Regions from separate parts of the Mus musculus genome. Here all the other regions are linked to region 3. Evidence: chromatin contacts called from public HiChIP or PLAC-seq and promoter capture Hi-C data. All regions are on one chromosome and are shown on one strand. The core of a region is the stretch at or near the end of the contact, and the rest is flanking DNA. Distances in the headings are between cores, read along the strand shown. Region 1 overlaps Gm42316 (a long non-coding RNA gene). Region 2 holds the start of Fabp3 (fatty acid binding protein 3, muscle and heart). Region 3 holds the start of Mecr (mitochondrial trans-2-enoyl-CoA reductase). Region 4 overlaps Pum1 (pumilio RNA-binding family member 1).

What was found. Promoter capture Hi-C pulls out the DNA fragments that hold promoters and counts their contacts. HiChIP or PLAC-seq counts read pairs in DNA pulled down with a chosen protein or histone mark.
Region 1: an H3K4me3 HiChIP or PLAC-seq map of stem cell-derived neural progenitor cells shows a contact between it and region 3, with 8 times the contacts expected there. The contact joins the enhancer-like site here to the promoter of Mecr in region 3. A contact is called at or near these places in 10 of 39 promoter capture datasets (the 3T3-L1 cell line, 3T3-L1-derived adipocytes, the HPC-7 cell line and 6 more), 2 of 484 Hi-C or Micro-C datasets (bone marrow-derived macrophages and embryonic fibroblasts), 7 of 115 datasets of contacts at active chromatin or transcription factors (astrocytes, embryonic forebrain, embryonic hindbrain and 4 more) and 1 of 9 other capture datasets (embryonic stem cells).
Region 2: a promoter capture Hi-C map of liver shows a contact between it and region 3, with 7 times the contacts expected there. The contact joins the promoter of Fabp3 here to the promoter of Mecr in region 3. A contact is called at or near these places in 4 of 39 promoter capture datasets (embryonic stem cells, hippocampal neurons and liver) and 2 of 115 datasets of contacts at active chromatin or transcription factors (astrocytes and forebrain).
Region 4: a promoter capture Hi-C map of liver shows a contact between it and region 3, with 2.4 times the contacts expected there. The contact joins the enhancer-like site here to the promoter of Mecr in region 3. A contact is called at or near these places in 8 of 39 promoter capture datasets (3T3-L1-derived adipocytes, the C10 cell line, hematopoietic stem and progenitor cells and 4 more) and 3 of 115 datasets of contacts at active chromatin or transcription factors (embryonic forebrain, embryonic hindbrain and stem cell-derived neural progenitor cells).

Annotation. Positions count from the first base shown.
Region 1 is chr4:130,825,153-130,831,725 of GRCm38.p6, reverse strand. It overlaps Gm42316 (a long non-coding RNA gene), which reads left to right. Exons shown (of 3, transcript XR_881441.3): 3 at 1,860-1,918. Sdc3 (syndecan 3) reads right to left here. Exons shown (of 5, transcript NM_011520.3): 5 at 5,408-6,573. Among named protein-coding and RNA genes, the nearest start is that of Gm42316, 7.3 kb to the left of the region's middle. Within about 2 kb of position 2,230, at least 84 of the 459 cell types and tissues checked have an H3K27ac peak or open chromatin away from gene starts, as enhancers often do. A contact at or near this core is called in forebrain and stem cell-derived neural progenitor cells, where this site is marked.
Region 2 is chr4:130,306,693-130,312,382 of GRCm38.p6, reverse strand. Fabp3 (fatty acid binding protein 3, muscle and heart) reads right to left here and starts at 3,645. Exons shown (of 4, transcript NM_010174.2): 1 at 3,533-3,645; 2 at 1-92. The coding sequence starts at 3,605. Gm10570 (a long non-coding RNA gene) reads left to right here and starts at 4,678. Exons shown (of 4, transcript XR_868203.3): 1 at 4,678-4,760; 2 at 4,899-5,063.
Region 3 is chr4:131,838,979-131,844,796 of GRCm38.p6, reverse strand. It overlaps Mecr (mitochondrial trans-2-enoyl-CoA reductase), which reads right to left and starts at 1,326. Exons shown (of 10, transcript NM_025297.2): 1 at 1,119-1,326. The coding sequence starts at 1,294.
Region 4 is chr4:130,720,675-130,726,722 of GRCm38.p6, reverse strand. All of the region lies in intron 5 of Pum1 (pumilio RNA-binding family member 1), which reads right to left. Among named protein-coding and RNA genes, the nearest start is that of Snord85, 26 kb to the left of the region's middle. Within about 2 kb of position 4,007, at least 27 of the 459 cell types and tissues checked have an H3K27ac peak or open chromatin away from gene starts, as enhancers often do. A contact at or near this core is called in liver and stem cell-derived neural progenitor cells, where this site is marked.

The DNA of each region.
Region 1 (6,573 bases), core at 981-3,480, 1.0 Mb after region 3:
TAGTTTGTCCTCTGTAGAAAAACAGAACCATCTTATGGACAAAAATACAAACACAGAGCTGAGGTGTAGCTCAGTTAGCAGAGTTTGCCCAAGGCCTTAGGTTCAAGCCCTAGTACTATATGAAATGTGTGTGTGTGTGTGTGTGTGTGTGTGTGTGTGTGTGTGTGTTATAAAAATTATGAAAGTAAGGTTAGCAAGATGGTTCAGACAGCAAAGTCACCACACAAGCATCAGGACTTGAGTTTGGATGCCCAGTACTCACACAAAAAGCCAAGTTCACATCTGTAGCTGCAGCGCTGAGTGGGAGAAGAGAGGAGAGACAGGCGGATCTCCAGAGCTCAGTGACCAGCTGGTCTAACTGAGATGGCAAGTTCCAGGTTCAGTGAGAGAGGGAAGGAGAGAGAAAAAAGATAGATGACACACACATACATAATACAGACATACAAACAAACATGATAAATACATATATGATAAATAAATAGATACATATATATGGTAGATATATATATACATATATACATGATTGACACACACATTATAGATAGTTATATAGATACATAGACAAATATAGATACATACACACATACATGATAGATACATACATTCAAAGAAACATAGGCATATACAGATATGTACACACATGACAGATACATAGATATATACATAGACATAGATACATACATACATACATACATGATAGAGTCTTGAAAGATAAAGAAGGAAAAGCTGGCAGGATGGCTCAGCAGGTAAAGGTCCCTGCTACCAAACTTGACAACCCAAGATCAGTCCTCAGTACTGACACAGTAGAACAAGAGAGCAAGCTCTCACAAGTTGTCACCTAACCTCTACATGTGAACCAAGGCACGAGTGCGCCCACATATACACACAAACACACACAATGCATAAACACAATAAAATTTTTAAACAATGAGGGAAAGCAATGGAGGAAGATGCCCAATAGCAACCCTCTGGCCTCTACATCCACATGCACAGGCAAGCACATATACATGCATTCACACACATACATGCATTCACACACATACATGCACTCACATACACATACTTGCATTCACACACACATACATGCATACACACACACACGACCACCATAACAAATAAAAGAAGGAAGGAAGGGGAGAGGGAAGGGAAGGAAAAAGAAAAAGCAAATGATGGAAATGTTTGTTTTTGTTTTGTTTTTTTTCCTAAGACAGGGTTTCTCTGTGTAGCCCTGGCTGTCTTGGAACTCACTCTGTAGAACAGGCTGGCCTCGAACTCAGAAATCTGCCTGCCTCTGCCTCCCGAGTGCTGGGACTAAATGTGTGCACCACCACTACCTGGCTGAAAATGTTCTAAATATTAAAGAGAGTGGGGTTGGGCTGTGGCTCTGTGCGCAGTGCTGGCCTAGCACACATGAAGCCCTGGGTTAGATCCCCAACTCCATACTAACCTGGTGTGGTGCTCCATGCTTGGCTAGTGGAGGCAGGAGGATCAAAAGTTCAAGGTCATTCTGGGCTACTAGGAAGGTTGAGGCTAGCCTGGGCTTCAGGAGACTGTCACAGCAAATTAATTAAATACAAACTCAGGCTATCTAGACTCCAGTGAGCTCAGACTTCCACCTGTGTCATAACTGTCACTTTTAAATATGATTTATTTGAAACAGGATCTATATCAAGTTTCTACAGTATTTGGCCACCACATCTTTTAATCTTGTTTCTAGTCTTTAGGTGGGTGCACACGTATGGTCCAAGGTACAGGAAGCTGAGGCAGGAGGATCGCTTGAGCTCAGAATTCAGGACCAGTCTGGGTACCACGGCAGGATCTCATCTCAGAAAGTTGTTTTTCGTTTTCTTTGTCTTTAGTATATCTGCATGTGAGCGTGCTGTGTCCATAGATGGACTACGTGTGGAGGTCAGAGGTCAGCTTCAGGTGTCCATCCTCAGAAATGCTGTCTACCTTTGTTCTAGTAAATATGCATTGGATACATCTGTGTACATTTTCTATATATCCTAAGTCCCTTTCTCTCTAAATAAAACAAATGATTTATTGAAGGCAGTGGACCATTTGATGGAACGTTTCATAGCTTGGGTTTTGCTGATGAAGCCAATGTTGGCTATGAGATGAGGGTGCTGAGTCTGTGTAAGAACTAAGCACAGCGCCTGTGGGAGAGGCACTGACGGGGGAAGCCCCGCCCCCGTGATGTCACATGTTGTTGTTGTTTTTTCCAGTCTCTGGATCACACCTACCGCTCCTGTGGCTCCGCAGCTGCTGGCTGGAGGGAGGAGATGGGGGAGGAGGAGAGAGACTGGGCTCTGGCCTGGGTGCCCTGCACCCTCTCAGCTGTAGGGCTTTGCATCCTTGGAGCCTCAGTTTCTCCACCTGCAAATGCACTCCGCAAGGACAGAGTGTGCATGAGTACAGCCATACCAGGGAGCCTGGCCCAGCCTCCTCTGCCAACAGATCCCTCTTCTCCACCCCGTTCCCACAGCAGGCCTGGCCTCCTTCCTTCCAGAGGGAGATGGGGCTCAGGATCTAGCGAAAGCAGTCTGGACCCTCTAATGGCCGCCAGCCCACCCTCAGCCCAGCAGAACAAGGTGGGTGGCCTCCGGAAGCAGAGCACACTCTGTTCCCAAGGAGGCTCGGGCTGGCCTCTGTGACCTCTTGGACTTACAGAAACAAACAGCCATTCTTCCCCCTCTCATCCCGAGGCCCAGAGGGGAGGCCCCCAGCTCCTCACAAGAGTGCTGCTCCAGATGAGGGTTGGCTCTCGTGGCCCAAGTCAGGGTCTGTCCTACGTCAGCAATAAGTCACGTGATCCGTGCCCAGGTTCAGGTCATTTATTCACTCAGTAGGCAGTATGCCAGGCCTAGCCAAGAGGAGATCTGCAGTGATCTCATTACTTGGGAGTCTGAGGGAGGAGGATTGTCACAAGTTGTAGGCTACCCTAGACTACCTAAAAAGCTATTAAATCGTCACCATCATCACCATCATCATCGCCATCACAATAACAGCAACAACAATAATAGCCCCCACTTACCCAGTGTCTTCTCCACACCTAACATGGTTCTTAGCACTGTGCCACTGTGCGTACCAGGCAACCTCTATGGTCTCCACTTTCCCGGTGGAACCGCTGGAGTTGAAGCATCTCACTCACAGCACGAAGTCACGGCAGAGCCTGCTCTGCAAAGACCCTCACACTGCAGGTCCTCTGTGCACATATAGGGACGCTGGGCTCAGAGAGGGGCAATAGCATGCACAAGCACACACAGCTGCTCCAAGACTGAGCCTGCTACTCTACCACGCGGAGAATAAAGTGTTTGCTGCTCAAACGCGCAGCAGAAAGTACCCAGGCAGTTGATGGAGCCTCCTGGAAACAAGCCATCTGAACCCCCCCTCATTGAGGCCCTGGGGGGCCTCAGAATTACCACACAGTGGGGAGGTTTGGAGCCCAGAGGCAACAGCTGAGAAGAAAAAAACTCCCTGCCAGACTAGTGGCCCCACAGTCTGACTGACTATGGTGTGTGTGTTCATGTGCATGCATGTATACGTGAATGAGTAAGTGAGTGAGTGAGTGAGTGAGTGTGTGTGTGCCCACGTGCCTGCGTGCACATGCGTGCAGGCATGCATGTGTCATGCCACAGGTGGTATTCCTTGCCTTGTCTTGCTTGGCAGGGTGCCTTGTTCACTACTAAGTATCCCAGGCTAGCTCACCTGCAAGAATCCAGAGACTTCCATCTCTGTGCATTCCATTGTATAAATGTGGAGACTACACACAAGAGCTACCACACCTGGCTTTATGAGTTCCTAGGGTTCGAACCACGGTCCTCACACTTGTGTGACGGAGTGCTTTATCCGCTGACCCATCTCCCCAGCCCCTCCTGGCTCCCAGGTCCAAGCACAGGCCAGGCGCAGAGGAGACATTAGAGAACCTTCAGTGAAAAGAGTGAAGTGTGGGGAGGGAGGCAGGAGAGAGGGGCCAGAGCATCTCTAGGTGGCCAGGCTTCAGGACCCAACCTACCAGAAATGGTGCCCCATTTTCTAAGGGGATACTCATGAACCATGAGGAGGTTCCCATGGGAGCAGGACAGACTGTGACTGTGACATCCATGCCTGCCCTCTATCCCCTGCCTTGGGGGCAAACAGCCCTCTGTGTGTCCCTAGAGGAGCAGGAACAATAGCTAATGTGTCACAGCAGCCTTCATCGGATGGGAAGAGCCTAGGACAGGCACTGAGTGGGCTCCCTGGCTCTGGTGCCCAGAGAAGCCAGGAGGAGCCTTGCCCCACCCGCACTGAGTGATCCAGGCCACAGAAACGTGAGGTCTCCGGGTCCTGCTCTTGTCCCAATGCTGTCTTCAAAAACACCATGCTGAGTTCCTCACGGAGCCCTTTCCCCCTCCACAGGGGACACGTGATCATCCCCCTGTGCAGTTGGGGGAATCAGATTTGGAGCACCCAGGCCCAGAACCTGAGGCTGGGAAAAGCCACCACCTGGACACAAGAATAAACACATCAGCCGAGTACTAGTGGCACACGCCTTTAACCCTAGCATTCGGGAGGCAGAGGCAGGGGGATCTCTGTGTTCAAAGCCAGCCTGGTCTACAGAGTGAGTTCCAGGACAGCCAATGCTACACAGAGAGACCTGTCTCCAAAAACCAAAACCAAAACCCAACAAGAATGAACATATCAGACCCCAAGGGCACAGTCTCTCCTCGTGCATGGCTCCAGTTCCTATATCCTTTAGGGCAAGATTCTCTTTGCAGCCTGAAGCTGGAGTCTCCCTGAGGGGATGAACAGCAAGCCCCTGCCCAACTGCACACAGTCATTGGACTGGCTGGTTTTGTGTGTCAACTGGACACAGGCTGGAGTTATCACAGAGAAAGGAGCTTCAGTTGGGGAAGTGCCTCCATGAGATCCAGCTGTGGGGCATTTTCTCAATTAGTGATCAAGCAGGGAGGGACCCTTGTGGGTGGTGCCATCCCTGGGCTGGTAGTCTTGGGTTCTATAAGAGAGCAGGCTGAGCAAGCCAGGGGAAGCAAGCCAGTAAGTAACATCCCTCCATGGCCTCTGCATCAGCTCCTGCTTCCTGACCTGTGTGAGTTCCAGTTCTGACTTCCTTTGATGATGAACAGCAATGTGGAAATGTAAGCTGAATAAACCCTTTCCTTCCCAGCTTGCTTCTTGGTCATGATGTTTTGTGCAGGAATAGAAACCCTGACTAAGACAGTCATATACACCATTTCACCTCTTTCAACCAACCACGGTTACCTCAAGGTTCCCGTGTGGATGCTGTCCTATTGCCCTGGGTCATTCTCCATCTCCCCAGAGGGACCGTGGCTGGGACGCAAGGTGAGTGTGGGCTGTCCCTCCCAAGCCAGTCCCCTACTCATATCACACGTGGGCCACCACACGACATCTTTCAGCTTAATTTTATTTCCTCTTATAAATGGGCACAGCACAGGGAAATGTTAAAAAACAAAAACTAACAGAAAACAAAACAAAGCAAGCCCTGTCCTTCCCAAGCCAGGGGTGTACGAGCGCCCATGGTAAGGATGGACCAGGCCTTGGTATCTTTATCTTTATCCATCTGACCCTCTCCTCCTTCTCTTATTTAAGTTTTGGCCATGAACTCAGGACAGGGTTGGTTAATAAACAGGTTATAGGGAGAGAACGGGTAGGAAAGGTCTGGGGAAGGGAGGTAACCCCTGATCCTGGTGGCCCAGGGGCTGGGAGGGCTCTGTACAGGAGAGAGGATGAACCAGTAAGGTGGGGGGGACACTGTCTCAGGGGGCTCTCTGGAGCCACACTGTCTACGAAGTATTTACATGCATTCACCACGCCGGGGCCAGGCATACCCAAGCACCCACAGGGCACCTGGGGGAAGCCAGGCCATCAGCCCCTCAGATGGTGACACCAGAGCCCAGTTTGGGCCTCTCTGTAGATCTGTACAGTGTGGGCTTCTATTTACAGACACCAAGGCTGGGAGGCACATCCCAGGAGAAAGCCAGGACAGCCCAGGGAGCCACAACTGCCCTGAGAGCAGCGTTGGCTCTGCTCTCTGAAGCTCGAGCCCCAGCCAGGAGGCCTGATGAGTAGCTAAGCCAAGCCCAGGGGGTCTGGCCCCAGCATCCTAAGCTCTTGCTGCAGATCTGCTCAGCCAGTCCTGGCTGTCACCCACATGCCTCTGGCAATCAAGGAGAATCAACCTTACACATAGAGTCCCTAGTCTGGCCCCCAAGAGAGATGAAGCTTAGCTCTTCAGTGCTCTGGCCCCAGCATGTCTTACTCTCTAGGGAAACCAGGGCCCAGAGAAGTCCAGGACACATCACCACCTCTGATTCAGAATGCATTGTGTCTCCAGGCAAGCCGGTGTCCTGAATACCTTCCCAGGAGCACTGAGGTGTCTCTGGACTCCTTTGGACAGGCTCTGTATGTACCGCACTGTTTCTGGGGCAGGGTGGGAACCCCGCACCCACATTGCACTAGGAAGAATTCAGTTCACCCTTGGAACTGAGTTCTCTTAAATCGTCCTGGCCTCACCAGGCTAGCCCAGTTTATCTGGGCTGCTCACACCATTAA
Region 2 (5,690 bases), core at 2,396-4,895, 1.5 Mb after region 3:
TTGTGTCTTTATGGTGATAGTATCCCCGTTCTTCTCGATGATGGTAGTAGGCTTGGTCATGCTAGCCACCTGCCTGGTGGCAAAGCCCACACCTAAGGGCAGGGGCAGATAGTTGAGGACACATTAGGTAGGGTAGAGACGTGTTATATAGACCCAAAGAGAAGTTTGTGGCCTAGGCATGGGGAAGGCGATCCTCAGTGGCCCACGTCTTTGTGTGGGGCCATTTTCTCATTCCCTTAGCTCTTTCCCTTAGCTCGGCAGCTGTTAAACTCATGTCAAATATGAGACATGTGGATGCAGGGCAGGGTCGGCAACAGCGGCAAGGAAGGTACCATGGGGTGTGAGCCACATAGCCAGCCCCTCACGCAGTCCTGCCCCTGGAAGATTTTGTAGATGTGAACAGGGTCACAATTCAGATGGAAGCTGCTAAGCACTGTGTCGCTCCAGAGCTGGGTACCCGCTGGCTTCTAGTCTCCTGAACACACAGAACAGGACTGAAGAACCAAGAGATCGTCAACTGCCTTCTAGAGTCCCCTGGACAAGGGTCGTCTCCCATTTCCACCCAGAAAACTGAGACAGCAGTGCTCTCTGCCGTCTGTATGGCAGCGTCAGTTTCAAAGCCTCCTGGTTAGAGATACAAAGGAGTCTTGTCTACCACAGACGTAGAGGGCTGAAAAAAGTAGCGACAACTGCATGACTTGGAAGTCCCTGGGGAGACTCCTGACATAATCATTGGATCTGAGTCCTAGGCAAGGTCCCAGGTGTCCCTCAAGCAGGTAAAGTTCACAGACCCCTTGGGTCAAGCCTTTGGTGCTTTGGGTTAGTAGCTTTCCTGGAATCTTCCATGGTTGACTACCTGTCGTCTGGCCCCAGCACACTCTGAGCCATCCTCAGCGATGTGGCAGGAGGCAGCCCAATATAAGGCTATGGTATTGTGCATCTGCTGCAAGCTGTGCACACTGCACAAGCTCTAAGTGGTGGCCAAGTATCCTTGGGACAGCCCTAAACCTAAGCTTTATAGTTTCCATTTACAAACGAGGCTGAGACACGGTGCTGTCTTAGCCAAAGTCAAACGGGCCAAGCATGGTGACTCCCCTAGAATCTCACTCAAGAGGCAGGGGACTGGAGCAGGGGAAATGCCGAGAATTCAAGGCCAGCTTGGGCTGCGTAGCTCCAGAGTATGGGCTATAGTGAAACCCTGTCTCAAAAAGGCTAAGTAAATAAATAATCCGAGTTTAGTGACATAGATTCCCAAACTCTCTTTTAGTCTCACTATATCATTCTTGGAATAACATACTCTACCCTTCAAGCCACCATCTGTGCTTGAAGTCACTTAAACTAGGCTGGGCTGCTTTGTCCTAAGAACCTTTGGTTCTATAGGATAAGTCAGGAGCTTTGGCTACACAGCAAGAAGTGAGAGGCTTGGCTTTGCCTACTGGTATCTGTGTGAGTTGGGCTTCAGCAGTGAACCAAGCTGTTTTCCCAGGACCCACCTACAGGTAGGTGTAGGGTGCCAGTGAAGCCAGTTACTGCTGGAAGCTGGGGTGCATCTAGACTTTACTGGCCTTCAGCCTGTCGATATTTTTAGGCTAAATAGAATTTCAGTCCCCTGACTAAAGCTGGGTTCAGCACCCACAGAACAATGGCCTGAAGACAACATGCCCTGAGGCAAAAAGAAGTCTAGGAAGGCAGCGGCAGCTCAGTGAAACAGAACTAAGCCCAGGTAATCTAGTACTCCCTAACTTGACAGCCAACTAGCTGGGTGTGGGCTCATACCTCTAACCCCAGTGCGGGAGAGGCAGAGACAACAGGACCTGGTCTCCTTAGGGAGTTCCAGGAGAGCCAGGGATACACAGTAAAACCCTGTCTTAAAAGACAAGACCAGCTGCCTTCCTGGAGAGCCTCAGGGTAGGGTAGGTGCCGGTGGGAGCCCTGTCTGGAGATGTGGTTCAGCAGTCGCAGTGCTTGCTTAGCACGGGCAAAGGGCCTTGGGTTCCATTCCCCAAACCAAAAGGACAAATTGCTTTGTGGGCCTGTTTCAGAGAAGAGCTGGAAGTAGGTGAGAGGCAACTACACACATCCCTCAACATGTCCGATTCCAGCCCTCCTTCCCGGGGAAGACGGAGTGGAAGCTAGCTCAGGCATGACACAGTCCTGTTTTCCCTGCCCCAGCCTCCTAGACCAGGATGATATAGCCAGGGACTCCGCAGGTAGAGGTCTTTATCTAAGCTCAAGGCAAGAAAGGAAGGGCTGGGGCCGTCTTGGATAAGTGGTTCATGTGACATTCCCCACTGTTGAAATGGGAAGAACTCTAGGTAGTTCTGGGTTCTCAACTATTTGGAAGGCCGAGATGGCAGGTTACAAGATCAAAGCCAACCTGGGGAAGTTAGTGAGAACCTGTTACACAGAGTAAAAAGAGGGTGTGTGTGTGTGTGTGTGTGAGTGGGGAGTATAACTCAGCAGTAGGGGGCATGCACAAGGCTCTAGTTCAGTCTTCAAAAAGAAATCCTGGGCTTTCCTATGAGGCGATGAGCTCATGTGTCCCAAGCTGTCTTCCTATTAAGTAAATCATGGGACTCTTCCTTTCTTTTTTTTTTCAAGACATGGTTTCTCTGTGTAGTCCTGGCTGTCCTGGAATTCTCTCTGTATAGACCAGGCCTAGAACTCGGGAGATTCACCTGCCTCTGCTTCCCAGAGTGCTGGTTAAAGGCGTTGTGTCACCGCCCACACCACACAATTTCCCCAGCCCCAAGCCACACTCTCCCTTCATAGCTCTTCACCTTTCTTCTGACACCCTCTGCTCGATCCCAGGCTTTCTTCACCCTATCCCCAGCACTGATCCGGTGGCCGACTGGTGCGGCCGGGAAGCCTATGTGTAGTGGTCGTCTTGCCCTGCTCTAGCAGCAGCGTCTCCGACTGATCCCAGGGGTGGCTGCACACACTGTAGGTGAAGGTCAGGCTGGTGAGAACCAGGGCATCTTCCAGAGAGAGGCCTCTTCACTACCCCAACATGGAGGGGTAGGGCTTGTTGCTGACTGCCTGGCTGTATCTTCACCTCTTCCCAGATGGAATTCACTGATTTTCTTTAGTCTTCCTCCAGGCTCTGTACACTCCTATCTGCTCTATTCCCTTTCGGAATTCAATTTCTGGACCACCATGCTCCTCTTTGCCTTCTCCTGCGGCCAGCCTCCCGCCCTTCTTTCCCTCCCCTTTCCACCTCCGGATCACCTACACTGCTTCCTAGAAAGCCTCCCATCCCGGACCTCTGCGGCCACAGCTGCCTCTACCCTTCCCCTCCAGCTACGAGGCTCGCCAAGCTTGGACCGCGACACCCCCCTCCCAGGAGGCCGGGGTGGGGTGGGGTGGAGTGGAGTGGCTTCAGCCCAGGCCACCCTCCGCACCTCAGTATTCCCTGTCTGGACTGGCTAGGAGCTTGCGGGAGGCACATGGGGGCACTCCCCCTGGGAGCTCAGCGCCAAGACCGCCTTGCCGGCCCTCCTGACCCTAGATCCTGCGCCGTTCGTTCGCTCACCGAGTGACTTCATGTAGTCATCAAAATTCTTGCTGTCCACTAGCTTCCAGGTACCGACAAAGGCGTCCGCCATGGTGCGATGAGTGAGGAGGCGAGCAGGCACTGAGAACCGCAGCTCCCGGCTGGACAGCCTCTTTAAATAGCCCTCGCATCACATGATGAAAGTGGCCCACACCCCTCGCTCCCGAAATAGGAAGCCGGGGCTTGCACTCCCGCAAAGGGCTGGGGCCCATCCCCCACAGCCCTCCCGTCGCCTACGTCAGCGGCGCCCGCGGTCCTGTTGGTGCCATCTAACCCATCCCTGGCCTGGCTGCGGGGCGCTTCCCGCAACCCAAGTAGAGCATCCCCCGGCCATACTGAAAGGAAACTCGCCCTTGAGCTGGTGCCACGCTGGAGAAACGCCGCTTGATCCTTCTGCCGCCTTGTTTTTTAATTCGCTGTGGTTTTATTCTTATATTGTGTATGCTCGTGTAGGCGTACTTATGGGGAAGGGGTGGGAGACTGGGGCGTTCGTTGTAACTCGCGGGAGTCCCTTCTCTGCTTCCACCGTGTGGGTCCCACGTATCAAACTGGGGTTGTCAAGGCTTGACAGCAAGGGCCTTTACCCAAAAACCCATCTCAACGGTCCTATGTCCTCTTCTTGTAGAAGAGGCTCAGAGGCTCGGAGAGGAATGACGCGGTCGCCGTAAGTAAAAAAGAATTGGAGCCTGGACAGAGAGCATGGTCTAGTGGCCTTTGAGCCCTCTTGCTCCTACCAGACAAGTGGAAAAGAGTTGCCTTGGACACCGCGGATGGCTGAGCTGCCCAGCGCCTCACCTGCTGGCGGAGAACGTGACCTTGCTTCCCTCATGCTAGCCCCACACGTGCTAGCCCCTCCCTGCGGAATGTCTCCCGCCTGCGCCTTTCTCCGCAGTCCCACCCGTCGCCGCTGCCTGAAAGCGCTTCAGGCTTTATTTACTGACCTCTGAGCTTGTGCCAGGGTCGTTCTTCACTCCGCGAAGACAATTTGTCTATTCAGAGGGTTCTTCCGGCCTCGGCCACCTTAACTCCCGGAAAGCCGCGACCCTCTGCTGAAGTCAGTTTTTTCCCCTGACTTCTGCCACTAGACTGCTTGTCACCTTAAAGTACGTTATTAAATAAGACCCGACTATTGATGGTTGTAGCCTACTTCAGGGCATGGTCACACTCAACTTTTTCGTTGGTAGGTGGTATCATCCCCTTTTTACAGGTGAGTAAGGGAACCTCAGTGGAGCCTATTCCTTAGTTCAGCAGTTTCTGTTTAATTATTACCAAGTCAGCATCTCAATGTGTAGCAGGGGTTGACCTTGAACTAAAGATTCTCCTGCCTCTGTCTCCTGGGTTACAGCTGTGTGCCGCTGCTCTGGCTTGAGCCAACAGTTAATACGGCACCTGCACCTGGAGGCAAGAGATTCCTGAGTTGGGGGCCAGTCTGAGCCAAGGCAAGATACTCTCTCAAAGTAAGCTCCTGGTTTGTGCGGGCCCTGCTTTGGAGAAGTCCACATGGATCAAGGTACAGGCTAAAGTACTCCCTCTGGGAGTGACTCTAGGAGGGACCTGTCCTGACTTGGGGATTCAGAGGAAGAGGGACATAAATGAATTTCTGAGCTCTCTACACGGGACGGAGTGGTAAGCACAGAACTTTGGCCTCTAGAAGGTTGTGCAGGGTAGTCATTCCGGAACGGTTACCAGAGCTCTGGAGCCTGACCAGTATACCTGCAGTGTGGTGAGGCCTCCTTCCTGGGCCTCTGTCCCCGTGGAAGTTCCTTTCTCCCACCCATGGGCTGTTCTGGGAAGGAGGCCAGTGAGGAAAAGTCCTCTCACCCCTGTCTTGATTCCTTTGGAGAGTCTAGTTGCCAAAAGGCTGAGAGGTCCAATTCTGCCAAAGCTACAGGGACGGGCCTCAGGGCTGGGCCTGGAGCCCTGGTGACCTCAGCGATAGAGCAGGTGCCAAGGGAGGGAGGGCATGGGATGGTTTCTGATTCAAGGTCACAGGCTTTAGGCAAGGAGCCTCTTCTCTCAAAGCCTGAGAGGCCTGAGACCCAGGGACCAGAGCAGTCTGCTTACATGGAGTGTGGAATGTAGTGCTGGAGATCTGGGGCTGGCGGACAGCTGCTGGCAAAAAGATCTGTGTTCTAGA
Region 3 (5,818 bases), core at 77-2,576:
AGGCTACTCAACATGTTCTAGGCTAGCTGGGACCATACAGGGAGACCTTAAGAAGGGAAGAAATAATAATAATAAGATGCATGTTGGTAAGCCCAACTTGTCCACTTTTTGTTTGTTTTTGAGGCAGGGTCTCAATATGTAGTTCAGGCTAGCATTACATTCACAATCTTCCTCCCTTAGCAAGTGCTGGGACTACAGGCACACACCATGCGCATCCCCTAAACTGTATTTGAAGATTTTTTTTTAAATTTTTATGTATTTTTACTGTGAGTGTGTATTTTGAGACAAAGGCTCATTATGCAACCCATGTTGGTCTCAAACTCATAACCCTTTTACCTCAGCATCCTGGGATTATGAAACAACTCCTTTTTGCTTGTTTGTTTTGAGACAGGGTCTCTCTCTATAGTCCTGGCTATCCTGGAACTGACTATGTAGACTAGACTGGCCTTGAACTCACAGAGATCTGCGGGCCTCTGCCTCACTAGTGCTGGGATTAACGGCACATGCCATCAAGCTGGGTTTAAACAACTCGTCATAATTAGGCCAAGATGCACACATGGCTTGGTGGAAGGGAACTCGCATGAGAAACAGGTGAATTCCGGCACCTATTCCAATCACTAATTAGCCGTATCATTTTAGACAAGCCCCTCGGCCTCTGTGAAAGGCAAACAATAATCTCCTATTTAAAAACAGGTGTAGAATCTAGGTAGGCTGTCAGACCGTATGTTCAAATTTCTATTCTCACTGGCTGGGTGACTTGGGGCAAATGTTAATTTTAACTTTCTTATGCCTCGCTTTTCTCATCTGAAAAAAAAATGCAATAAATACCCCCAGACTGTTGCTGTGACAAATAGTCGGAAGCATCCACTGAGACAAAGGAGTGACTGCCACAATCTTCAAACCAATATGGGTCAGTAAACTCTGGCACCGGTGCCTCGCGGGTCCTTGGCCGCCGGAAAGCACCGGTGTCGGGTCAGCAAGCACGCCCTGGGGTCTCGGCATCTGTAGGACAGCAGAACCCTCTTCCTCGGACCCTGTCCTCTCCTGGCAGTCCGCCGCCCGCCTCAAAACCCTCCAGGAACCCCAGCTCCCTCCCCGGTGGCGGCGCCGACTCTTACTGGACGACCTTGGCTGGATCCCCATGGTTGCCATAGACCAGCGCCCGCACCCGTGACGGCTCAGAGAGAGCGGAGTAGGAGGATGTGGTCCGGCCGTGGCGGTACCAAGCCTCGAGGAGACCCGCAAGCTGAGGTGCCCGGGCTCGCGCCCCTGTCACTCGCTGGCTGACCAACATGCTGCTTCCAGCACTGGCAGAATCCGGCGCTCTGGACTACGTCATTCGTCCGCGACAGCAAGCCTGAGCCCCGCCCCGCTCGTGACCGCGCCCCCTTCTTTAAAAGAGGCCGCTCGCTCTCTGCCCAGGTATTGGTGTAGGGTTTCTCCCGGACTGGTGTGAGGATTGAGGGTGGGCTACGTAAGGTATTCAGAGACCTGGAGAAGTTGCACAGCTAGCCAAAGCAGCCTACCCATGAAGAGAGTTCAGAACTGGCTTAAAGCTGTGACTGCTGCTTGTCGCGTGGTGTTTCCGGGAAGTCATTTACATTCTGGCCTCAGTATCCCCTTTGCACTCTTTATTGAGATACCACTGTGCCAGACTTTTTAAAGTATCATTTCATCTTCAGTTCCCCCAGAACAACACAAAGACTTTATCAGCCCAGCATCACCACCATCATCAGTTTTTCGAGACAGGTTTCTTTGTGTGTTCCAGGCTGTCCCTCTGTAGACCAGGCTGGCCTCAAATTCAGAGATCCGCTTGCTTCTGCTTCCCAAGTGCTGTGATTAGAGGCATGCTCTACCAAGACTTGGGGACTTCTTTACCCAGAGTTAACATACCAGGAATACCAGGCTCAAATCCTAGCAGCTCTTTCCTAGCTTGGGCAAGTGAGCGCAACTTGGAGCCTATTTCTCATTGATGCCATGAAAATGATATACCTCATTTCAGACGGTTGTGAGGAATGGATAAAACATTAGAAGAAGCCGGGTGGTGGTGGCGCACGCCTTTAATCCCAGCACTTGGGAGGCAGAGGCAGGCGGATTTCTGAGTTCGAGGCCAGCCTGGTCTACAAAGTGAGTTCCAGGACAGTCAGGGCTACACAGAGAAAATCTGTCTTGGGAAGAAAAATAAAAACAAAACATTAGAACAATGTTAAGGAAAAATAAAAACAAAACATTAGAACAATGTTAAGGTTGACAGGATAATACATTGTAAAACCATCAAGCTGTTCAGCTATGAGAGGGGTCCCATGAAGGAAGATGTCGTTTAAAATGCTCACAGCATACAAAGAGATTGGGTGGGAAATGAAAATTCTTTGTAAAAGGTATTAACCTGGAAAGACGCAGGTTCTTAGTTTTGGTGGAAAAGAAACATCAGCATAAATAACCCGTCCGTGGAACATTTGTGTACATGCAAGTGTGCACTGTTGCAGGCTGAAGAAAGGGAGCAAGGAAGTGCTGCAGGAGGCAGTCCTTCCATTCCCAAACTGCGTGCATGGAAATCAGATGAGGTTCCATTTTAGGACTCCTGATTTAGAAACATGGAGAGAGGTACACGATCCAAAGGTATACATTCTTAGACGTTCCCCAGAGTCCGGTGATGTGGTAGCCCAGGAAATAAGTATCAGAGAGCGTTTGAAAGACAAAGATGATTGACCCAAAGCTTGCCGTGGGAAACAAATTTTTCTCTGAGGAGGAGAGCCCACCAAAGCATAGAGATTAAGGTTTTGGGAACTGGACTCAGGCAAATCTAGATTTGCATCCTGGTTCTGCCATTTCCTGGATGTTTGGTTTTGAATTCGTCACTTGGCTTCTCTGTGCCTCTGTTTCCCTCATGGTTAAAATGAAGGGAACTGAGCTAGGGAGGTAGCTCAGTGGTAGAGCACACTCAGTGGTAGCACGTGTGAGGTCCTGGGTTTGATCTCTAACAAGGCAAAGACAAAAAAAGCTCAACAATAATCAAGAGACTAATAGTCCCAAGGTTGTCTTGAAGACCGAGGGAGCGAGTACCACTTGAACCACTTAGCACACTGTTTGACATATGGAACGTTCTAAAACGATTCCAGGAATATGGTGTGAGGATGAAATGAGAGCTATCACTTTGTAAAACACTGGGGTTTGACTCAATAACTGCATTTATTAGAGAAATCTGATACCTACCAGTAGGGGAAAAGTCTGTTCTCACAATAGGTGTGCACTCACGTGAACACCTATTTCCACAGTGACAGGGAGGCATACTTGTGCCAGAAAGTTCACAAGGTCCCTCTGCTGCATCCTCTAGGTGACACTGGGATGTTCCTCTTTATCCCCTCACCCCCACCGCCCACTGGCTCCTCCTCCTCCCCAGGCAGCCAACTAGGAAAGTCTGGAGAATCAGGCTGGAAAGTTTTCCTCCTTAAGGCTGGATTTCATCTCCCTCCACACCCTTTCACCTTTCCCTTTGGTCTAGGCCATCTGGCAGTCACACAGTTTGAGAACAACCGGTGAAGGGGTTTAAGCCTATTGGCCTTAGCTTTGCATTCAAGACCATATGCACTTTGATGCCTACCCTCTTTCTGGCTTTATCTTTTGCACTGTACATAGCCAGCGACCCAACTACACCCAACTCCGCCCTCACCAGCTCTTCCTTGTCTTACGCTTTTATTCAGGTTTCGATCGACTGAAATGAATTTTCCTGTCTAACCTTCCAGGGGAATTCCAGGTTCACATATTGTTCTATTGAGCAAACCCCAATGCCTTTGTAATTTCTCTGGGCTAATGTTATGGCCTTTAGGATACTATCTTGTAGTTATTTATATGTCCACTTCCCCCTCCAGGCAAAATTTCATCTCCGGGATGCCAGCACTCAATATGGGGCCTAACACAGGATAGGCATCATAAATATTCCATGAGTTGCAGGTAATTGAATTTCTTCCTGACCTGGCACTGACTGTGGTACCCTATCCTTCTCCCTAGATTTGGGGCAGCCACTCCAAGCCAGGGCTTTTCTCTATCTTGCAAGGATTGTTGAAGTTTGTGGCCCTTTTTAAAGCAAAGGGGAACAATGTTCTCTTCCTCTGTTTACCTGTTGCTAACACTGGCACACCACATTCACCGTAGTCTCTGAGGCTGTCCTCTGACCAAGGAGCAAGAGAACGTGGAACCGATCAGATTTGAGTTCAAATCCTGACACCTTTATGGACTGACTGAGTGACCTTGCGCAAATACATCATGCTCTCTGATTCTCAGTGTCCATACCTCAAAACTTGAGATTAATAAAAAGAGCAAACAACAACAACAAAAACCAAACAAAAACCAAAACCCCAAAACTTCAGTTCTCCCCCCCTCCAACGCACAGCCGGCTCCGGGTTGCCAGATCTCTCTCTGTTTCAGCATGTCTTTCTGTCTTGCCCATCACTTTTCCTTCCTCTACCTCTGTCTCATGGTGACTCTCAGTTTAATGCTCGGGTCCTCGAGAGCTGTGTCTTTGCTTCCTTGAGCAGCAGTTTGAGGACCCAAGGAGACCAGGGATGCTCAGTTCTTCCTTTTCTAGCCTCAGGGTAGCTTCTCAGTGTGAGCCAACTGAGGGAAGAGACAAGAAATAGGGAGGCCTTACAGACGCCAAGACCTGTACTTAAATGAGTTCCTTCAACATCTCTGCCCATTAGTTGTTGGGGGGAATGAAAGTAATAAACCAAAACTCAAGACTCTCCAGCGGCTGATCATTTTCTTAGTGTTTATTGACTCAAAATGTCTTCCGTATTCGGCTTTCTGTGTGGTCTGCAGGCCCTGGCAACTTTTCCAGTTGCACCTGCCGTTCCTCTTCACCCTTCCATTCGGGCTCCCTCTTAGACCAAGGCTCGCGCTTCGGGCTGGCTGCAGCGTTCCTTCCCATTGGTCTGGCTGGCTGCAGCGTTCCTTCCCATTGGTCTGGCTGGCTGCAGCATTCCTTCCCATTGGTGTGCTTGAGGCTGGCTCCTCACACGTCAGGTCTAAGATCACGTGGCATGGGGTCACATCCTTGGCAAAGGCGTCTGTCTTGGACTGTCTTTTCTGAAGCGTGACCCGACCCCCCCCCCCCATCTTTTAGTGTTCCTTGTTGCAAGAGCTTCATTTCCTTGAGGGCGCATGCCTCAGACTGAAGTTCCATATGTATTTATTTATCTGCGGCATGAAGTCTTCGTGAGAGCAAGGGCCCTCTCTGTAAGTACTCATCTATCAGTTACCCGCTCATTCATTACTCATCGAGTATGCGGGATACCAGGCCCCGGGGGAAAAAGCTTCCCTAGGGGGACACACATTCTAAACATGGGGGATATATACCAAGTCCATCACATAGCAGGCAGTCTGTTTAGAAGTGCAGCGATCCACTTTCCCTACTGTAGGTTCCAACCCCCCCCCCCACCCTCTCCTGCATCTTCCTCCTGAATGTAAGCTTCATGAGGGTGGGGATTTTAAAAAATATTTAAATTATATTTAAAATATAATTTTATATTTTATAAATATACACGGCCAGAAGTGCTGGTCTGATGCGCAGTTACAGGTGGTTGGACAAGGGTGCTGGGGATCCATCCTGAGCCCTTTGCAAGAGCCGCGTGCACGCACCTAACCACTGAGCCGTCTCTCTAGCTCCCGGAGATCAAGCCTTTGTTTTTTAATCTCCTCGGTAGTCTACAGTCATCACTGAACCAACAAGCCCATATCTATTCAGTATTTGAGAAGCAAATGGGTTTCCAGATGTGAGTCGGTTTTTGTTCGTTTGTTTACACATTTCGAACCAGACAAC
Region 4 (6,048 bases), core at 2,758-5,257, 1.1 Mb after region 3:
TGGTACAAAGCAGTGGACATAAGACAAACATTCTTCGACAAATTTCCAATCACCAGCTGGACTCCGGTAGGACTTAGTGGAGCAGAGTAGCAGGCGGTTAGTGTTGTGAGCAGACCCACTGAGAAATGGTCAGGCTGCACAGAGAAAACACAAGCTCTCCATATGGTAAGAAATCACAATCAGAAACTACAATACAGGAACCCTGACAATCCTAGACCTGTAGGATACTACTTCAGAGCCAGTTTTCCTTTTAAAGCTATTCTCTGTGTAAATACACACAGAAAAAGAAAGCCTTTGTGGATAATATGAAAGTAGGACTGCGTGTGAACTGTATACACAGCTCGGCCTCAAGTGGCATCAAGACAATGAAGCCCGACAGTGGCCACCTGCCACAGGATGTGCCTTGGAGACTGCTTCTCTACAACATGCAGCTTAGCAACAGAGAAGCCCTTGAAGAGAGCTCTGACACCCAGCACAGACATGGGAAGACAAGGCTCTGAAGGCCAAGAGCTTATACAAAACCAGAAACAGGAGCAACCTCCACAATGCAGAGAAAAGGATAGAAGTAAGAGTTTTCATTTTTATAGCTGCAGCTATAAAGATGAATACACTGTCTAGCAGGCGCTCAATAAATATGACCAAGTGCTGTTTTAATGGTAGAGTCAAAAACCCCTGGGAAACTGAACTGCCAAAAAAAAAAAGAAACTTCATCTTGTCTTTATCATCTTACCCCAGTCTAGATGGTGAGAGTATGACTGCAGTAGCAAAGGAAACCATTAATGTCAATGGCCAAGAAGAATCACATGAACAATCTCTATAAGTCTATACATCAAGGTCATGTCTCAAGAAAATCTGTCCAACTCCAACATCTCCCAAAGAGTTCAAAACTGTGCCTATAAAACTGCCCAGGACAGGGAAAAGCAGCAGCACAAAGGTCCAGCAAGCACGGGACTGGCGAGCATGGTCACTGGAGGGCTCCGGGTCAGCATTCTCCTTGTTGACTTTCACAAGGCTTCCCATGAACCACTTCAGTCTATCCGGATGCTCACTGGTCTGCACTAAGAACACAGCCAATATCAATTTCACAGCCAGGGGCAAGGTTTTCAAAACACTCCCTGGGAGGTTTTCACTAGTTCTGTATGTTACATTCAGATAGCTTGTTACCTGACTATCAAAATATCAAACTTTTGGCAGAGCACTGGCAACTCTTTCTACCTATTGATTTTGTTGGTGCATCTCATCTTGAAGAAGTTTGTGGAAAACATTTATAACCTCAGTATGTGGGTGTATATACTTATACACACACACACACACACACACACATATATATGCACATATACATTTTTAAAAAGGAAAAAGCTCATTTAAAACAAGTACACATGCAGGTTGTGGTGGTATACACCTTTAATCCCAGCAGAGGTATACAGAGTTCTCTGAGTTTGAGGCCAGCCTGGTTTTCAGAGCAAGTTCCAGGACAGCCAGAGCTACATAGAGAAATCAAGTTTCGAAAACAAACAAACAAACAAAAGATATGCAACAAAAATAGCAGACAATCCAGTCTGCCATGTACATTATGCCAAGATCAGACTGAAAAATCAGCTGCTATGGAAAGACAGCCTTGGGTTCAAGATCATAAAAAGGGTTTTTACTGTAGTCCCAGCACTCGGAAAGAGAAGCAATAAGCCAGCCAGGAATACAGTGAAGGGCCCTGTTTCAAAGAACAAGAAAAAGGTCTCTGAGCCAGGTGGTGGTGGTGCATTCCTTTCATCCCAGTGCCCAGACAGAGACAGGAGGATCTCTACAAACAGCCTGGTCTATGGAGTGAATTCCAAGATAGCCAGAGCTACACACAGTACTGGGCAGGGGAGTCAAACTTGTAACCCCAGGAGTTCCAGGCCTATATTAGACCTTGTCTTTTCATTTTTTTAAAAGGAGGGGAAGGAAGAAAACATCTTGTTAAGAGCCTAAAATAGAAAAGTGGAATGGAGAGATGGCTCAGCAGTGAAGAACACTGGTTGCTCCTACAGAAGACAAGGGTTCAATCCCAGCTCCTATATGGCAGATCAAGCAGTTCCTGGAGAGACTGACATCCTCTTATGAACTCCAGGGGCATGGCATGCATGTACTATACAAACAAAAATGCAGGCAAATCACCCATACGTGTAAAAGAAAACAATTTTGGGGGAAAAATAGATAAGGAGTATAAAAAGTGTTCATGCTTGGCATCTTTGTGGTTTTTAATAGTATGTAAGGTGAATGTTTATAGTTATGAGGTCTTTCAGGAAGTATTAATATAGGTGCACTGAATCTATTCTGTGTTCTATGTATAACACTGGCCATAGGATTTTGATCATTTATTCTAAGTCTTAGTTTTCTCATTTATAAAACAGGGATAATTTTGTTTAATAGTTATGAACAGCAATGAAATGCTACATTGTGAAACTTAAGAACCTTATTGTATACACATAAAAATACAGCAGGACAGAGAGATGCACACAGCAGGGTCTGAAACACTACCAAACACAAGTACATAATTGTGTGGTCTTTCTAGAGCAGCCATTTGGCTGATGAGCACAACCTCAAACATTAGAGACCACATAGCAGAGCAAAAGCCATCCCGGGGAAAACTGGAGAAAATGCAAACAAAGCTTGAATGCAAGAGCCCAACTTTGCCTCCAAGCCTTTTTTTCTCATCTATAAATTAATCTGCCATAATTATGGGTTGTTACAACAATCAAATGAGTCAATTCTTAAAGTTACAATTTCTTCAAAAGAAGAAAAAAACAGTAATGCAAATAAACAAAACTAGTAAACAAACTTGCAGAAGCCTGGAAACCACTAGAATATCCAGGCCCTATCACATTCCTCACAGCAAACAAAACATCACCGCTGCTAGCCGCAGGAAGAGCCAGGAACCAAGCAGACATGGTAAGAACCACAGAGCAGAGTCGGCCTGACGGCTCAGCCTCCTCAGGACAACCAACCATAAAGCAGGATAACTCCAAACATTTCTCTTGTACAACCAAAAACACTTCCCATGGCAAAAGATCCGTTCAGTGAGATCAGAGGCTGTCTTCCATCTGCATCAAACAGGCAATTCTGTGTGAGCCTAGCTGCATAAAAACAAACAAGATGATGCTGACCACGCTAGGTCTTGTGTATACTTGTTTCACACAACATACCCCTGAAATTTTTTCAAAGTATAACAGTTCACATCTCTGACAGGAATAGAAAAATGAGAAAAAAATCTGCAGCTGCTAGCCTTATGGAACAACCTCAAAAGCCAACATAGCAGAGCAAAAGCCATCCCAGGCAAAACTGAAATAGAAACAAAGCTTGAATGTAAGACCCCAACTTTGCCTCCGAGCCTTTTTTCTCATCTATAAATTAATCTGCCATAACTATGGGTTGTTCCAACGATTAAATGAGGCAATCCTTAAAATTACAATATCTTCAAAAGAAATAAAAAACAAAACAAAACCAAAACTTGTTTTTAGAAGACCTTAGTATGAAAAGATGCAGCCATTATACACTTCGCCTACTCTGGGGTACTATCATGCTATGCACCTCTAAGTAAGAGTAGTACAAGGATGTCAAGGGCCCAGCTGAACTGGCACTCATTTCAGCAGGAAGGAGCAAGAGCTAAGAGAAGCATACTGTGAAGCATCGCCAACACAGGCCTGGTCACAATCACCCAGTCCTGCTGTGCAGAAAGGGAAGAGCAGTGGGCACCTGCAGTGATATTTAAGAGTAAAAAAAGAAATCTATCTTAGAGGCAAGAAGTGGTGTTTGATTTTATTAGAAAACCCTCAAAAAGAGTTTGGTTTTGTTTAATAAGCCTGATATTGCAGACTCCAGCATGTGGTTTCAGTTGTGGAGATAGCCATAATCTAAAGGCACTGCACCCTAATAATCTACTCTTCCAAGGAGACTCTAGCAGTGCAGCACACTTGTGAATCATGGGGGCAGGGAAAGGCTCATGTTACAAATGCAAATGCGGTAGGTAAGCTTTTGCCTGCCTAGCACTCAGGAAGCTGAGGCAACAAGATTGGGAGTTTGAGGCCAGCCACAGCTACACAGTGACAACCCTGTCTTTAAAACAACAAAAGCAGGATTTAGTTCAGAAAGGCCTATTATGGTATGGCCTAAGAATCCTATGCCCCAGAATGATGCTACTGTTATCAGTGCACAACTGAGTATCAATATACTTTGTTACAATATTATGATACTTCCTTGAATAGTAATTATTCCTACTATACAATAAAAAAATCCAGTTGGGACTCACAGCCCTGGCTTCTCTATGTAATGCAATATCCCAAGTTTCACAAAAATCAATTGTAATACTAGCCTTCCAAGCCAAATAGTTATGATCCAAATGAATAGCTACACGTATGTATCCTCCAGGTCAGAAAGCAGGAACTTGACACAACATGGGGAGATCTACCAACAACCCTGCAAAGCTAGAGTAGTTGTCACTGGTCCAATATTTGCAGTGGATAAACCAGAAAGTAGCACTCATGACCCACTGTTCTTAATAACTATTTGAAGACAATTAGGGAACCAAGAGCAGAGCCCTTAGATAGGCAATGTCACCCATGAGCTTTCAAAATATGTGATTTTGTAACTACCTCTGAATCTAGGAGATGGGGAGAGAAGTATCTTATTCCAGAACAAATAAAATAAAAGCTAAAAGGGGAAAAAGACTTAACTCTTGGACTCAAGTTTTCTCACATTATTCCAAAATCTGGTACTCTAACAGCTGGGGAAGCACATGCTGGGTTAGCTAGCTGGGTCACCTCACTGTAAGGGTGAGAACAGAGTCGTCTGCTGGACCTCAGAGTAAGTCAGCTAATTAGTTTGTGGCAGGTTCTGTAAAGCACTGGCTGGCCTGGAACTGACAGGGATCATCTGATCTCTCTCTCTGGCATAAAGTACCAGGCCCCACCTCCTAAAAGTAATCCTGATTTCAAACCAAAACTCCTGAAGTGTTTATAGCACCAAAAGGAACTCAGGGAAGCATGGGAAGGGAAGGCCAAGAGCTAAATCCTATTATTCAAGCTGTGTCAAGGAAATCCCAATGACAATATAAAACTACTGCTTCCTCATGAGACACCTTCACTTAAAGAGTTAACATCTGGACTGCCAGCTGTCACATCCAAGAACTTCTGTGTACCTGCTGTGAGTTCTATATAATCACTGTGCCACAAATATAATCACTGGCCACTCAGCTTACTAGACTAAAGACCCAGCTGCCCTACTAGACACAGATGGCTCGCTGTCCTTGTTCTCCAAACTTAACATTGACCTTCTTTTGTTTTTAAAAGAATGACTGGGACAGCCCCCCTTTCCCAATGTTGCATGCATATCATGGGAACTAGAGTGATTCAGATTTCCCATAAACACAGTTTTCTCTGTGTGACATCCTAACTGCAGTAAAGCAAGACCAGCAGCAGAGCAAGCCCAGGTTAACATCAGCAGAACACACCACCAGTGCTGACCAGCAGTTTTCTGACTGGCAGGCCTTCATCAGCCAAAAGCACCTGCCAACACCCTGGCTTAACATCCATCAGTATTCTTCTATCAACCTACAGATGGCACAGACGTCAAACTATTGAATAACATTTTATTCTCCACGGATATCCTCTTAAGAAAGAAGATACTGAGACTTAACCATCTGACTGTAGGAGTCCTGCTTCCTAAAGAAACATCTGGCCTGAGGCTCAATACAATGAAGATCTAAAAATCACATTTCCCAAAACAACTAAGTATGGGACTCTCCTTGGGCAGGGCTTTATCATAAAAACTGTCCTAAAAGTGACAGTAATAATCCCAATTCTTCTGTTTTATCTCCTTTTAATTCAAATTACTTTTCTGCCTCCTACAACCTTCACAGTAGTCCAGATGTGTGCCTGTGCCTAATGTCAACAAACTAGAAACTGGTCAGAGAATTCACAGCCATTGTTATCAAGGCTCCTGGCCACCATACCAGCAACTCATTAATGAAGCACACTAGTTTTTCTCTAGCAAATAACTTAAAGTGGAGGCAGT